2 separate regions of the Canis lupus genome follow, and region 2 is linked to region 1. The links are chromatin contacts, called in public Hi-C maps. All regions are on one chromosome and are shown on one strand. The core of a region is the stretch at or near the end of the contact, and the rest is flanking DNA. Distances in the headings are between cores, read along the strand shown. Region 1 holds the start of SGO1 (shugoshin 1). Region 2 holds the start of EFHB (EF-hand domain-containing family member B).

What was found. Hi-C and Micro-C count contacts between places; a contact is called where the count stands out from the background.
Region 2: a contact with region 1 is called in a Hi-C map of blood, with 2.4 times the contacts expected there. The contact joins the promoter of EFHB here to the promoter of SGO1 in region 1. A contact is called at or near these places in 3 of 9 Hi-C or Micro-C datasets (amygdala and blood).

What each region holds. Positions count from the first base shown.
Region 1 is chr23:23,651,166-23,655,141 of UU_Cfam_GSD_1.0, reverse strand. It overlaps SGO1 (shugoshin 1), which reads right to left and starts at 1,420. Exons shown (of 8, transcript XM_038570730.1): 1 at 1,226-1,420. It also overlaps the pseudogene LOC100684293.
Region 2 is chr23:23,846,138-23,850,354 of UU_Cfam_GSD_1.0, reverse strand. EFHB (EF-hand domain-containing family member B) reads right to left here and starts at 2,411. Exons shown (of 12, transcript XM_038570733.1): 1 at 1,257-2,411. The coding sequence starts at 2,189.

The sequences.
Region 1 (3,976 bases), core at 171-2,670:
TCCAGACCTTACTTATTTTCCTCTATACAGTGTCTGGAGGTATTAACTATAGATATGTAGATCTCATTTATTATTTTCTGACAGTGGAGGCACAACACATACTGAGATGTTTCTGGTAAAGCAAGCACAACTATTTTTTTTAAAGCACTAACGTTAAGTTGTACAAAACAATGTATCACAATGGAATTTTTCTTTCTTTCTTTCTTTCTTTCTTTCTTTCTTTCTTTCTTTCTTTCTTTCTTCTTTCTTTCTCTCTTTCTCTTTTCTTTCTTCTTCTTTTTTTTTTTTTTTTTTTTTAATTCATTAGAGACAGAGAGAGAGGCAGAGACATAGGCTGAGGGAGAAGCAGGCTCCCGGGTGGCCTGATGCGGGACTCGATCCCAGGGTCACGACTTGGGCCAAAGGCAGATGCTCAACCACTGAGCCACCCAGGCGTCCCCACAATGGAGTTTTTGAAGTTCTAATCGGAGATGTTTGATAGCCATACAGATTAAGTGACCGATCAAGTTAGTTTAGCAAAGCCTTACCTAAATATCTTTCGTGATTCCCTTCAAGCAACTTAAAATCACAGAAGAGATTTGGTGTACCCAAAGTTCCCTGTCTAGCCCATTAACATGGGGTACGGTGGAGACAACGCATGAAACAGGTCACAGCGCAGGACGAGTCCGTCTGTATTCGGGTGAGGGGTCTAGATTCAGAAGAAGCTAGAATATTTGATCTCCGCCATCATTCTTTCAGCATTCCTGCTGCGGAACGCGGCAGCCAGGTAGGGCAGCGATCAAGGGTGACCGAAACAGCAAAACAAGGACACCGACGGAATCGCGCCGCACAAAGAGCTGCCAGTTTGTGTGCCCTTACGTTAAGCGCGGCTTTTGGAGGTGCCATGGATGCCTCTACACATCACCGAATCCACAAAATCCTGCAAGGCGGAAAGTTAGCGTACCCGTGTATTTAACCAGAGTAAACGGGGGCGTGGGAAGGCTCAGGCCGGGTGGGTGAGCAGAGAAAGGCACCGGGTCAACCCGACTCCACGGCCCCCACACCGAACTCAGAACGACAGAGAGATCCCTGGAGGAAGAGGCACGGGGGCCACAACACCCCCGTTCCACACCTGGAAGACCCGCGGCCTCCTCTTTCTCGGAGAGGCTCCCGCGAAGCGGACGTGGGGGTGTCGCCCGGAGAAGGCCCGGAAATCCTCCTCCCGCAGGTACGTCCCAAACAGTACCTTGGTCACCACCTGTGCCGCAGCTGTCGCCCTCCTTGCATCCCAGAGTTCCGCGAGGCCGTCCTGCCGGGGTATCCCGAGCTTCGGACCCTCCAGCCCTAGGCTCCGCCAGCGGGTCGCCCGCCAGCTAACGCGAGCACATTCGAAATTCTCCGCCGCGCTCCCCCATTGGGCGGCGGACGGGCGGTCACGTGAGGCGCCGGCGCCGCCAGGGACGCGGCAGAGCCCCGCCCCGCCCCGCCCCGCCCCGCCGGGCTGCCCACGTGACCCGACCCGAGCCTCCACATCCGGCGTCTGCAGCTCCCCGGCCTCTGGAGGGCGGAGTCTCCAGTCAGCGCGTCGGCCTGGGGGCGCTTTTCTGCGCGCAGTCGTTGGCTTTTAGGGGCGGAGCCGCCGGGAGATCGTGAAGGGTGGGTATTTCGGAGCGTTCGACGAGCTTCCTGTTCACTTTAGTTTTGCGGTTTCCCCGTCTTGGAGATCGTGCTCGCGGGCTCCCTCTTGTGAGGAGAATCTCCAGAGTGGTTTGCCCGCCGAAGCGGTCGGCCTGCTGAAGAGAGGCATCTGGGAGGGATATGAAAGCCAAAGTAGGAAGCGAATTTCGGATTAACGGGACGTTATTAGGGAAGTTCCAGATACCTGAAATATTCAGCGCCGGGTTCTTCGTCTGGCTGCCTGTGGCTCTTCAGCGCGAGCATCCACATGGCTACTGACCGCCTCAGCAGCCTGGGAAATTTTCCTTATTGATTTTTAAACTCTCCCCCAGCCTTTCCATGCCCCGTCGATCACCCGTCCGGTCAGTTCTGCCTTTTAACTTTTTTTTTTTTTTTTTCACGTGCAAACCCCACAATTTTCCATACCCCAATCCGGCCGGATTCCTCCTCCCTTTCTGTGAACTGTAGCGGTACCTACTCTGACCGCAGCCTCCACTCCCTTTTGTTCCTCACAGAGTGATATTTTGATAAAGCAAATATGATGGAGTGCGAAACTCTTAAGTGGCTCTTCACTGCGTTTAAGATCGAGTTCAAACTCCCAAAGATCTTTGGGCTTTAGAGAGCCCTATGGTTTCTACTTTCACTTCTGAATTTCATTGCCTTGTAACTCGTCTTGCTACTTTTTGCCCATGCTGGGTTTTTTGTTTGTTTGTTTGTCAAGAGCAGTCTTTCCTTTACCGGGGTTGCCTTCGTCGTATTCATGCTGCAGGTCTTATTGTAGAGGTGAAATTTTTCCAGAAAGCCTTATCTGCCCCTAAAGCCTCCTTAATCAGCCTGCTTTGTTCATCCTTGGTGCCGTGCACGCACTTTTCCTACTTTTCCTTTCGTACCCCTTGTGGCCTTGACTTATCATTCATTGTCTGTTTATTCAATTTGCATAAAGGTAGAAACTATATGTGCCTGTATGTAGTTAAATATTCAGCATCTACTTAGCAATTTGCCATTAGTAAGTATTCACCGAGACAATAAAAGAATGAGTAAATGAAATGTAAGCAGTTGTTCTGAATTTAGGCATTCAATTCATCATGAAATTTGTTTTTTAGATAACATTTACATCCTTATTCTTTATTTAAAGGATTTTATTTATTTATTTATTTATTCATTCATTCATTCATTCATTCATTCACAAGAGAGACAGAGGCAGAAACATAGGCAGAGGGAGAAGCAGGCTCCATGCAGGGAGCCCAATGTGGGACTCGATGCCAGGACCCCGAGATCACACCCTGGGCCAAAGGCAGATGCTAAGTAGCTGAGCCACCCAGGTGCCCCCACATCCTCAGTCTTGTCTAGACCTCACCCTCATGCCTTCTTGGCTTGATGGAAGAGATCAGAACATCTGTCTTTAGCCAACAACTTGTTCTCCAAGTGTTATGAGCGGGATCACTTCCATTATTCCTGGGGTGTGGCTTATATGTGCAGAAGCATCAAGAAAGGCTTAGTGGTAGGTACAGTACAGCTGCTGCTTGCACTGCAGCTCAGGGTATGGGGCCTGCCACTTACACCAACCTCAACTGATGACATTAATCACTCTGTTCTGTAGGTGTGGGCAGTGGCCCTGGCAAGATTGGCACAGGTGCAGGGTGGGGAGGAGATGCTACTCGGTTTGCACACTGCCCTGGTAGGTCTGCGGGCGTCACGGTCATAACCCTGCACAGCAGAGTCAGGCAGTCATGGACCTACCAGCAGGAGGACATCCTGGCCACAGTGGAAAATTTGTAGCCAGAAATGAGAAACATTGCAAGGCATCATAACCAAGAAGTTGCAGTTCATGCGTATCAGTTGAGGTGGTCCAAAAGACTTGCTAGGCTCACTTATCTAAAGAATATGCAGAGGTGTGGAGTGCCCGGATGGCATAGTTGGTTAAGCTGAGAACTCTTGATTTTGACTTGGGTCACAATCTCAGGTTGTGTGAAAGAGCTCCAGCCTGGGGCTCTGCGCTGAGCAGGTGGAGTCAGCCTGGGATTCTCATTCTCTCCTCTGTCTCTGCCCCTCCCCCCCCTTGACTCTGGCTCTCTTATTATTATTATTTTTTTAAGATTTTATTTATTTATTCATGAGAGACGCAGAAAGAGAGAGAGAGAGAGAGGAGGCAGAGACACAGGCAGAGGGAGAAGCAGGCTTCACGCAGGGAGCCGATGTGGGACTCGATCCCAGGACTCCAGGATCACGCCCTGAGCCGAAGGCAGGTGCTAAACCGCTGAGCCACCCAGGGATCCCCATCTCTGGCTCTCTTAAAAAGAATATGCAGAGGTTTGTTTCA
Region 2 (4,217 bases), core at 1,162-3,661, 190 kb before region 1:
TCCTTCTTTCCTTCTTTTTCTTCTTTTTTTTTGTAGGCTCCACACCCAGCATGGAAGCCAACATGGGTGTTGAACTCACAACCCTGAGATCAAGACTTGAGCTGAGAACAAGAGTTGGATGCTTAGCCAACTGAGCCACCCAGATGTCCCTGGATGGCAATTTTTAACAATATCATCTCCTAAAAAGCTTACAAAATTGTACTCTCCTCTCTTTCTAACTCTACATTAAGTTCCATCCATAATTGCTTTGATTAAGCCTTCTAACTTTTTCCTGTCATTAAATATCTCCCCTTCTAATCCATTGTTACTACTGATATCAGAATTATCTTTCCGAAAGGCAAATTTTATCCATCATTACTTCTGTTTCCATATGTTTTACTCTTATATTTTGGATGTTTAGATTTCTTCTGTGTATTTTTCATTTGTATCAACACCATGCTGAATAAAAAGAATTGCTTATATTTCTTCTTAATTTTGGTTATGTTCTCTGCCTTTCTTTGCCAAAAACACTCCAAACTTTTTTTTCATCTGACATATTAGTTCAAATGAGCCCAAATATTTCTAAATTAGCTCAAATATTTCTTCCTCTGCAAAGCCTTTTCCAATTCCTTCAAACAGAGCTGCCCAATCTTTCCACTGAGTTCTGTGCTTAGAGTACATTTCTATTAAGAAATTATCACATTTGTTTTCTATTCATTTGAACACCTATATAACAGTTTTTAGTTATCTGTCTCTAACATTGGAATGAGTGCCTCAACCTAGAGTATATGGATAATATATATATTTTTTTGTTTTATATTGTATCTAGCAAAACGGGCAACAGCACCACCACCACAAGTCTTTGCTGAAAGGAGTAACTCACAGAATAAATAATGAATGGGGAATTTTTTTTCCTTTTTTTCTTCATTATATGACAATTAGGATGCAATATGTATCTTGGTGAGAGGGTTGAGAAAATGCAGATTAAGAAATAAAATGAAGGTCAAAGGAGAAAGGCAGGAGAAATCAAGAGGAACCACTGGTGTGCATAGAACACAAAGCTGAAATCTAGGAAGGGAGGCAAAGAATGAGATGAAATCAGACAAAGTGAAAGCTGGAAAGAATCCAATGGGACAAGGAATATCAGAAGCTCAGGGAAACTTTTGACTCCATGAATCCAAACTCATCAGTTTATCATTTTGATTAAGACATGGATATACATAGATCCTGGGAAAGTACTAGGAAAAAAAAAAAAAAAAAAAAAAAAAACCACTTACACTTGGCCAGCAAGGCATCCGATCAAAAAATTTCCCAGAGTATACCGGTCTGATGCGATCTGGAGGCTCCACTCCTGGTTCAGTGTTTTCAGCCTCCTTTCTCTCCTCAGGTTGTTGGGCAAACTGGCTCTCAGTAGGTTCTATCACCAAACCTATTTGGGGCCCTGTTTCATCTGGCTCTTCTAGTTTGGGTAGACCAGTGTCCACCTCCACATCCACAGGAGGCTTCATCTCTGCACTGGGCTTCACCACCACACAAGTCTCTTTTTCCAGTTCCTGTCTAGGTTCCATATCCAAAGTAGGCTGCATCTCCAGTGAAGCCCTTAACCCTTCAGAGGAACCAGCCACAGAACCTTTCCTGCTCCTTAGAGTCTGTGGATTTTCACATACCATGCCCAAGTGAGGCTGTATTATCCTTCCAGAACATCCTGCCATAAGATACTCATTCTCTACACCCTTTCTTCCTGGCAACATACCTGGAGAAGATTTTGTTTCCTGGGAGGCTGAGACCCCATAGACTCCTAAATTACTCCTCTCCGGGAGGGTTCCAGAAAGATTCTGTCTTTTTAATTTCATTTCAAGCTCCATCCCCAATGGAAATTTTGTTTCTGGTGATGTTATCCTTTCTTCAAATTTGTTACCAACCAGGAGGCTCTCCCTGCATGAGGAATCTTCTTTTCCTAATCCCACTCTGAACCCTAACTCCCTTATGGGAGATCTTGCTCCCATAAGGACCCCCGTCTCTCCTAAGTCATCCTTTCCTTCGTGGGTGAGCCCAACCTCCATGCTCCGAGGAGATTTCCTCTCTGACACCCTCATTCCTTTAACGTCACTCATCTCTAAAGGAAAAGCTGTAACTGGCTCAAGGGAAGTTCCTAATATCTTGTGGTGCTTCAACCCTTTAGGGGACCCCAGTCTCACAAAAGAACACATCTCCACTCGGACTCCCTGCCCACAGCTTCCTGCCTACTAATTTACACCTAGCGGAGTTCACCGAGGAAAGCCGATGAAAGTCTGTTTACCCGGTTACCTAGGAAACGGGGGCGTGGCTTGGCGCGCAATTGTTTCTCCAGGCAGGTCCCCGCCCATTTCTCCCACTGGGGCTCGCTCCGTTTCTTTCCCTCTCCCTCTCCTTTCTCTCCCGCTCCTACTTTCTCTCCTTCCTTCCCTCTCTTGTGTTTTCTGCCAGCTTCCTTACTAGATCTGGAGGGCAAGAAACTTAAAGGACGTGGTCTTGGGCACTATGCTCACCATCTTCTCTTTGGTTTAGCAAGCAACTCAATTCCCCTGGGATGAATTTAGCCATGGGCTTCCTCGGGGCCGTTGGCCTATTAATTGTACTGGCGATCAGGGAATAAGTAGTCATTTTTCTGGTGGTGACCATCAATTTTAGGTCCTTCTTTGTGCAAGTACATGCATACTGCATGTAGTTCTTTTAGCCTAAAGAACTACTTTAAATTCCGTGATTATATTTGGTACCTGTGGAACAGAAACAAAGTCTTTGAGAATATTTACATTTTAATAACTAGCCTTTAAAAAGTATTTAAATATATTAAAATTTGAATGTGTTACACAACACATACTGACTTTTTAAAATATTGTGGCAAACTCATTTTAAGCATAGGATTTTCTTTAAATTGGGGTTACACCTTTGTTAGGTTTTAAGTTTATTTATTTAAGTATTCTCTTCACCCAGTGTAGGGCTTGAACTCACGACCCTGAAGTCAAGAGTTGCACGCTCTTCAGTCTGAGCCGGCCAAGCACCCTCTTTTTATAAGGTTTTAATGAAAGTGTATTTGGAGAGTACTTGCCATGTTCCACACATATAGGGGATACAAAACACTTAGCTTAGAATCTGAATAGAATTTACAGGATTCTAGTCTTTTAGAAACTCTATGAAAAACTTTAAAAAAAATGTTTAGGACATATTATTCACATTTGAAAAAAATTGTATATTGTCACTCTCAGATACTTAATATAAATATTCTTCTCCCCCTAAGCATTTTAAGTGACTGGATAGCATGTAAATGAAGGTATGTCTGTATGTATAAGCATTCAATTCTTTCATTTTACAAATAACTATTGAGTACCTACTTTGTGTCAGTGCTAGGAATATAATGAAATATAAGGTAATCCCTATTTCTTGGAACTTATACTCTAGTGGGGATAACCATCCACTAAACCAATAAATAAGATCGTTTCACAGTGACAAGTGTAATGGAGAAAGCAATACTTTGATATGAAGGGGCACTACTTTAGAATTGGTAGGCTTAGAAGTCCCTTAAGTAGGTAACTTTGGACTGAGGCTTGTATTAAGCTCTGCAAAGACACAAACTTTTTAAACATGACTAGCTCAAGGTCCTGTTGTCTTCTCATTGCCTTGCCACCATGCCTACAAATCCTTACATTAGAATTACCTTAGGTTTGTCTCAGATAGTCCCAGTTAAAAGAACACGTTACCAGTCATTACCATCTTTGATTCACTCTTCAACTATTTCCTGGAAGAGAAGGTAGAAGATATAGGGTAAGAGTCCTGGGGATGATAGACGCAAGGTGCTAGGGATTTCTGAGTGGTATTTAGAGATTTGAGAACAAGGGAAGCACTAAGGGCTTTGTACAAGTCTGTAACTTTATGTAAGGCCTGTCCACTTTGTAGTTGCCTTAACAAATTCTGTCAATAGGATTCTGCATTTGACACTAAAATACATGCAATTATCAGTCCTCCTTAGTTACCTAGAGTTAGGGAAAAAAGCACAGCCATATTATGAGTGTCAGCACCAAGAGCAAAGCTTTACTGTGGCATATCAGTCTCTCCCAAATCGCCAGTGAAGCTTAGAGGTGCTAGCCACTAGAGCAGCATTCTTCAAGGCAACCATTATAACTAAACTATAAAATACTGTGGAATGTATTCATGAAGGAGGTGAATTAAAAGACTCAATTGGTAGAAAAAATAAATGAGGA